Regions from separate parts of the Mus musculus genome. Here region 1 is linked to region 2. The links are chromatin contacts, called in public HiChIP or PLAC-seq maps. All regions are on one chromosome and are shown on one strand. The core of a region is the stretch at or near the end of the contact, and the rest is flanking DNA. Distances in the headings are between cores, read along the strand shown.

Region 1 (3,481 bases), core at 418-2,917, 64 kb after region 2:
GATGGTGACAGGTTAAACAGTAAGTGTACGGCACATGTCACACGGTCAACTTTCAGTAAGATGTAGTTGCTAATGGAGAGTCAAGCCAGGTAGGACCTGAGGGGCTGAGGACTTGGCTGCATGGTAACTGTGACATCAGAATCAGGGGCCACCCCCATCTGTGGTCTATTTCTACATCAGATTCTATGATTGGGAGGAGAAGCGAGTCCACAGGAGGCACTTTTGTAAATTGAAGCTAAAATCGCAAAGGTGGGTTTTAGTGTGGGAAAGGCATTTTTCTTCCTGACTCAGCAGAAAGAAAAATAAGTATGTTTGTTGTTCTCTGGTACTGCTGAGTGCTGTCCCACAGACTCACTTTCAGGGAGTCAGGAAGTGAGTCCTAGCGACATCTCCCTTTCCACTCTGACGATATCTTTCGAAAGAAATGTTGTCACTCACTAAAACAAAACAAAATCCACCTATAACAAAAATCCTTTCTTCTGACAGTGGGGTGGTCTCCCTGCAACAAGGCTTTGTTCCATGACACCCTGCATCCACTTGCCTATTTCAGTGATTCCCCTTATCCAATATTCTCCAGTCGCATCTCAACACGGCCACTGGAATGGGGAAGGGAATGGTTGTGTGCTTAATGGGTATTTATGTGTGCTTAATGGGTATTTAAAAGGAAACTTGGAACGTGCACTGCAGTGAAAGAGAGTCCTTAGAGGGGACAAGGTGGCACCCAGAGGTGCCTGGCCACTTGTCTCTGCTAATAAAACCTCCCCCAAGCATCCCACGTGCCTAGTTCCTAAGTGCCATCTGGCAGCTAGATCCTGAGCTCTGCCACCCCTGCATAGGATCCAGACAGGCCCGGTTCACTCCCAACCATTGGAAGTGTATTGACATTTATCACTGGCTTCCACTTCCCAGAGCAGGGAGGCAGCCTGGCAGCCTCGGAGGACCTGCATCTCTGTGGCATCACACCCAGCAGCTGACATGAAGGATTACTGCTCTTCTGTCACCCTTTGGCACATGCTCCTACGATCAGCACTAATGACAGTCACTAGCCTGTACTTAGAACAAGGGGAGGGGAGAGAGAGAGTCCCTCTAAAACCCACACTTCACGCAAGTTCTTCTTTCTAGGACAAGACTACAGCATTTACAGACACAACTCTCATTTTAGGTGTACATATGTGTCTGTTAAAAAAAATAATGTCGTGTTAATTGAACCAGTACCTGTGCATGTGTGTTCACATATGGAAGTCTTAGAGAAACAGCATATAAAAATACAGGCTTATCCCTACAAACGATACCCTAATCTGGCACTAAACAACTGGAGTGAGATTTCATTGTCTGGACACAGATTTTGCTTCTCAGTCCCTTCTGAAGGACAACAATTGTGCTAAGGAGCTAAAACATTTTCCTTCTATTTAAACTCATTGGTGTTCTAATGACACTTTCAAACAAGCTCTTAGCAAAAGGGAAAACCATGACTCAACTTCTGGATACCCTGATAACAGTCTGCGTAAGCCAGAGCTTTCTCAAACATCACTTCATTTATTCAGGTGCTAGTTCATTCTTATGGTCTCTTTTTGTTTTCCAATCACAAGCCATTGTTTTGAAGGTGAACAATGAGCCTTATGCAACCCTGTGCTGTCACAGGAGGAACCTCCCCCCTCCTTATCAGTGATTCTTGTTTATTCTGCTCTTGGAGTCAAACCGTCTTAACTGGCCGGTGAATCATGTTGTGGCCACAGGAAGATGACGACAGCCACAGCTTTTTAAAATTCTCTAGAGAGGAGACCGAGAAGGAAATGCTGTTGGTTGGACAAGAGATGCAGATAGGGAGAAGAGAGAAGGACTCGTGAGAAATGAAGAATGTATATATGCGGGCTTCTATTATTATGGGTGTGCCACCGTGAGAGTGTCACCATAAACCACAGAGCAGCTCACTAAGTGTTATCTAAGGTGAAATGGAAGATATCAGGCCACAAAGGCACAGGCAGAACTCAAATTCCTAGTAAGAGCTGAATTGGCAAGAAGGGGCCAGGAGGCAGGAAGAGTCTATCCAAGCATGTTTGTTGTTGGAGTGACCTTCCTGTCCATGGGTGTTGAGAATGAGCCGGCAAGGATGATGGTCTGTGAAATAGGAACACCAATACTCAGAGAAAGTACGAGCTGGAGGGAAGATGGGCCACTACAAAAAACACCTAAGGACAAGATAGCTGGCAGCCTCTTCCTTCATCTGGAGCCACTTTGCCATCCTGTGCTGCTTTAGGACAAAACTTTCTAACAATTTAAAAATGGCACCCCAAGCCTTCTGATGGGAGGTTAAGCCTTCTAGCCCTGTGGCTCAACAGCCAATAAATGCTAGCACATATTCTCACCGTGGAAACATCAGACTAGAGTCAGAAAGGATTTGAGCAATCTCCCAAAGTAAATACCTTTTTAGGGGTCATGGTAAAAAAAAAAAAAGATTATATGAGACCTGAGCATTATCATATCCCACTGAGATGGCTATAAACTGGTAAAATATTTTCAGAGGACAGCTTGGTGCCCAGAGAACAGTATGTACCAAAAGCCTCAAAATACTGAATACCCTTTGGTCATCAGAGGGAGGAATTGCCCAATAAATCTAGAGTCTTTTTCACAAGGAATAAGCAGTCACAGCTCTGTACAAAGGCATCTGAAATCCCATTCATCCGCCTATTGTTTCTAACAGTAAAAACTGAAACCAATTTAAACTTTGTATCATAGGACTGGATGACTAATTAGCGTATGTTTGAAGCAACATCCTATATAGTCATTAAATAAATATATAAGAATATTAATTAATGGGAAAAGCTGCCCATACTACAGCATTCAATCGCTGATGTTCTAAAATGACTCATTTTTGTATGACACACATATATAAGGCACACGGGGATGATACATCCTCAGTTATTGAGAGAGGCTTTTTGTGCGTAGGAGAATAACATATAGTTTCATTTTCTTTTTTATGTTTATTTTTGACTTCCAACTTTCTATTAAAATTTATTATATTACACTTGAATGCAGATTCCTGCACATTTGGGTGCCAACTTGGATCCCACTCATTGATTTCTGTTCATTATGTTCTTCTTACCCAGCATCTCAGTGTCTTCTCATCCCATGACACAGCTCTCCACTTCTGTCATACCTTCCAGTTCGTCATTCTCCATCACTATAACCCGCTATGAGCTTAGCTCAACCACCCTCCCTCTCACCGGATCCTTATCTTTCCAGCTCTTTGCCTGTGTTTTTCCTCCAAGTCTCCAGCCCCACAGACATGAGCCATAACCTGGGCCTTCACCTCAGCTGGGTCCCCATTTCCCTCCTGACTCAGCTTGATCTCCAAGATCAACGGCTAAACGTTCTCTGCATAGACACTCCATCCCTTACCTCTCTCTTATGCTTCATTTTATGAACTTGGAAACAAACCCAGTGATGGTTAGTTGTAATTCTCTGCCTCTTCTGTGCCTGA
Region 2 (3,411 bases), core at 331-2,830:
TTTTGTTTCTTTGAAAAACCCTTTCTTTTTTTTAATTAGGTATTTTCCTCAATTACATTTCCAATGCTATCCCAAAAGTCCCCCATACCCTCCCCCCCTCCCCTACCCACCCATTCCCACTTTTTGGCCTGGCGTTCCCCTGTGTCTCTGGTTTTATGTGGAGTTCCTTGATCCACTTAGATTTGACCTTAGTACAAGGAGATAGCAATGGATCAATTCATATTCTTCTACATGATAACCACCAGTTGTGCCAGCACCATTTGTTGAAAATGCTGTCTTTTTTTTCACTGGATGGTTTTTGCTTCCTTGTCAAAGATCAAGTGACCATAGGTGTGTGGGTTCATTTCTGGGTCTTCAATTCTATTCCATTCGTCTACTTGTCTGTCGCTATACCAGTACCATGCAGTTTTTATCACAATTGTTCTGTAGTACAGCTTTAGGTCAGGCATGGTGATTCCACCAGAGGTTCTTTTATCCTTGAGAAGAGCTTTTGCTATTCTAGGTTTTTTTGTTATTCCAGATGAATTTGCAGATTGCCCTTTCTAATTCGTTGAAGAATTGAGTTGGAATTTTGATGAGGATTGCATTGATGGAGCCTAGATGATGACACTGTCTGGACGACACCTTCATTAGAACACAGGGAAGCTCAGTCCCCATGTGTCTGGACAGAGAGGTGGGTGGAGGAATGCCAAGGCGTGCCATTGCCAGAGAAGACTGGAAGCAGGGCAGAGGTCATTTTACACTACAAATGATGGTTTCAAGAGCAGGAGTGCAGTTTAAAATTATAGGAAGTCAATGTAAATGCTGTGCCTCAACCTATAGTCTAAAGGTGTCTGCTTTAGCTCCTGGCTCCTGAATGAAAACTAGAATCTGATTGTTTTCTTCCACAATTTCCCTGAATTTTTCCCTTTAGTCAATGAATCATTCGTTAAATTTATTCATCTGACATTTATTAAATATATAGAGACAAAACAAAGTTCTTGCCCTTCTAAAGCCTCAAATTCAAGAGCCAGAAAGATGGTTCAGTAAGGAAGGAAGGAAGAGAGTAAGAGAGTAAAACAGTCTTGTTATACAAGCCTGGTGGCCTGACTTCAGAACCCACCCATCTGTGTAAGAAGTCCTGAGATAGCATGCATTTATAGTCTCAGTACTGGGGAGGCTTGTTGGACAGTTAGTCTAACCAATCAGGAGCTGCAGCTTTGTACTAAGAGACTCTACCTCAAAAACGTAAGGTATAGATGAATACTCCTAACTTTGATATCTGACTTCCATACACATATTCACATGTGTACGTGAACGCGTACTACAAGTCAGGGGCCACACTGATCGTTTCCCTGGGTTCTTGGATCCAAAGTCCAGTCCTCATGATTGGGCAATAGTGCACTTAACCCCCTAGGCCATTTCTCCAGACCCCCTGTATCCCAAGTCTGTTTCTAGCAGAAATTTCCTGTGAGCTGAGATGTGGGTGAGCAAGAGTTAACAGAAAAGGAAGCGAATTCTGGGTGGAGGGAGCACAGTGCGCAGAGGCCCATCAAGGTGGAGTCTGACAGGCAGGAAGAAATGGACCTCAGGAGATAAGATAGAGAATAACATGACAAGAGGCCAGGGGGAAAAGTTAGTGGGTCAGGAGCCCACAGGGATTGGTGTGTTATAGAAGGGTTTGGTGGAGGCGGTGGCTGCCTCCTCCTGCCGCCTCCTTCTCCTCCCCTCCTGGCTGCCTGAAGCTCTTAGATGGAAGAACTGTACTTTGCCTCAGAAGCCCCGGGATCTTGGGTTCCCAATGCAACCCTTACAAAGCAATGCCACAGACTCATTGGTGGGCCAGCCAAAGGTAGCAGGATATCTTCTTGTCTCTCGTGGGCCTATTATTCTTCTCAATAAAGACAGGCACACCGGCACACTTTAATAACTGTCAGGTCTAATTATGAGCAGCCTATACCCTTTATACTTGCGAGGGAAACCCTTTCCACTGTGGAGACCGCCCTGTCACCATCTGAATGGCATCCTGCGAAACCAAGTGTTAGACAAAGAGCCAGGAAGAGATATACATAACAGCAAGAGGTGATGATAGCTACGCATAATGCAATCTCCAGAGGGCAGGAGCTGGAGCCCAGTAGATACACTGCACTGAATACTGCATCTTATTCAGAACCTATTGAATATGTCATTTTCCATCATCTGGGTGTCAAGCTGTGACCTGAATTTCCAAGCACATTGCCTGGCCCCAATAGCCAATAGCTTTGAACTGGGCAAGATTTTAAACAGGGAGAGCAAGGCTCCTGTAGCCAGTTCTTTGGGGAGGGAAGACACTTTGGGATTTGGGTGTTTCTTTTGCAGTACTGTGTTGTTAGGTATGAGAGGAGATTTATGTATCACTGCACACACATATATACACACCATACAAAACAGGCTTTCCAGTGGGGGACGCCTTGGAAAGCAAAGCTCTTGAAGGATATTTTAATTGAGAAGAAGAAAGGCTAGCTCACAGCGTTACAGACAAAAAAAATGCAAGGCTGAGAAATGCTACACCAGAGACTCGAGGATTCTGCAGGAATCTCGGATTTTTCTCTAGGGAAAGAAGGAGCCAAGGTCAAATGGAAAGCATGGGAAAAAATTAAATACGACTCTGTCTTAAATTGCAGCAGCATTTGCAGGAATGCTTGGCTGCTCCGTTGGTAGGAGACAGAGGGGGATAAAATTCCTTTCCAGAGATCCTGGGGATATCAATGTATTTTTGACAACTAATAAAAAAAATCTGGGTTTTGTCTCAAACTTGAAAGGTCTCGAAGGCTAATTTCCTAAATTTTCTTAATGTTCCACTTGGACATTGCCTGTGGCAGGCAGGCATCTTGGTAACAACCAAGGTGGGCTATGATGTTTAAAATCGGGCCAGCAGGTCACCCAGCAAACTGCTTAACTTCACCAAAAGATCAACCCGGCCATCCATTGGAGAAGCAGGCAGGTCTTTCCACTGACACTGAGAGAGGTGAACACAGGATTCTTTCCTATGTCACCTATGTCACCTATGACACCTATTAGAGGGTCTATGGTCCCTGTTCTAGGCCTCTTGTTCTCTCTTACCTGTCAGTCCTTATTTTCATCACAGTATTTCTATAATGCATTTTAACCACCGATGACAGCATCTTGGGACTCAGAATCTCTCCTCTCTGAATAGCAATGGGAACATGGCTGGCTCCAAGGTTGCCATCCTGGAATTCTAGTTCTGTTTCTCATTGAGCACCCACTAGACAATTAAGGGCTGTTCTTGCTTTCATTGATTGGGCCTCACATTACAAAGAAGGTTTGTCCAGCTCAGCATCCTTTCCCCATGGAGAATTTGCTAGTCTGTGACAATATTACTTAGTCTGTATGACTTAGGACAAGGTCTCTTCTTCTCACTTCCCCAGGAGA

Evidence for each region. HiChIP or PLAC-seq counts read pairs in DNA pulled down with a chosen protein or histone mark.
Region 1: an H3K27ac HiChIP or PLAC-seq map of the HPC-7 cell line shows a contact between it and region 2, with 5 times the contacts expected there. The contact joins two enhancer-like sites. A contact is called at or near these places in 1 of 15 datasets of contacts at CTCF or cohesin (the G1E-ER4 cell line), 6 of 484 Hi-C or Micro-C datasets (the HPC-7 cell line, the MNK3 cell line, forebrain and 3 more), 2 of 115 datasets of contacts at active chromatin or transcription factors (the HPC-7 cell line and neural progenitor cells) and 1 of 9 other capture datasets (embryonic stem cells).

Annotation. Positions count from the first base shown.
Region 1 is chr5:75,824,829-75,828,309 of GRCm38.p6, forward strand. No RefSeq gene overlaps it. Among named protein-coding and RNA genes, the nearest start is that of Gm32727, 150 kb to the right of the region's middle. Within about 2 kb of position 1,668, at least 70 of the 459 cell types and tissues checked have an H3K27ac peak or open chromatin away from gene starts, as enhancers often do. A contact at or near this core is called in the G1E-ER4 cell line, the HPC-7 cell line and pre-megakaryocyte-erythroid progenitors, where this site is marked.
Region 2 is chr5:75,760,536-75,763,946 of GRCm38.p6, forward strand. No RefSeq gene overlaps it. Among named protein-coding and RNA genes, the nearest start is that of Gm32558, 87 kb to the left of the region's middle. Within about 2 kb of position 1,581, at least 17 of the 459 cell types and tissues checked have an H3K27ac peak or open chromatin away from gene starts, as enhancers often do. A contact at or near this core is called in the G1E-ER4 cell line, the HPC-7 cell line and pre-megakaryocyte-erythroid progenitors, where this site is marked.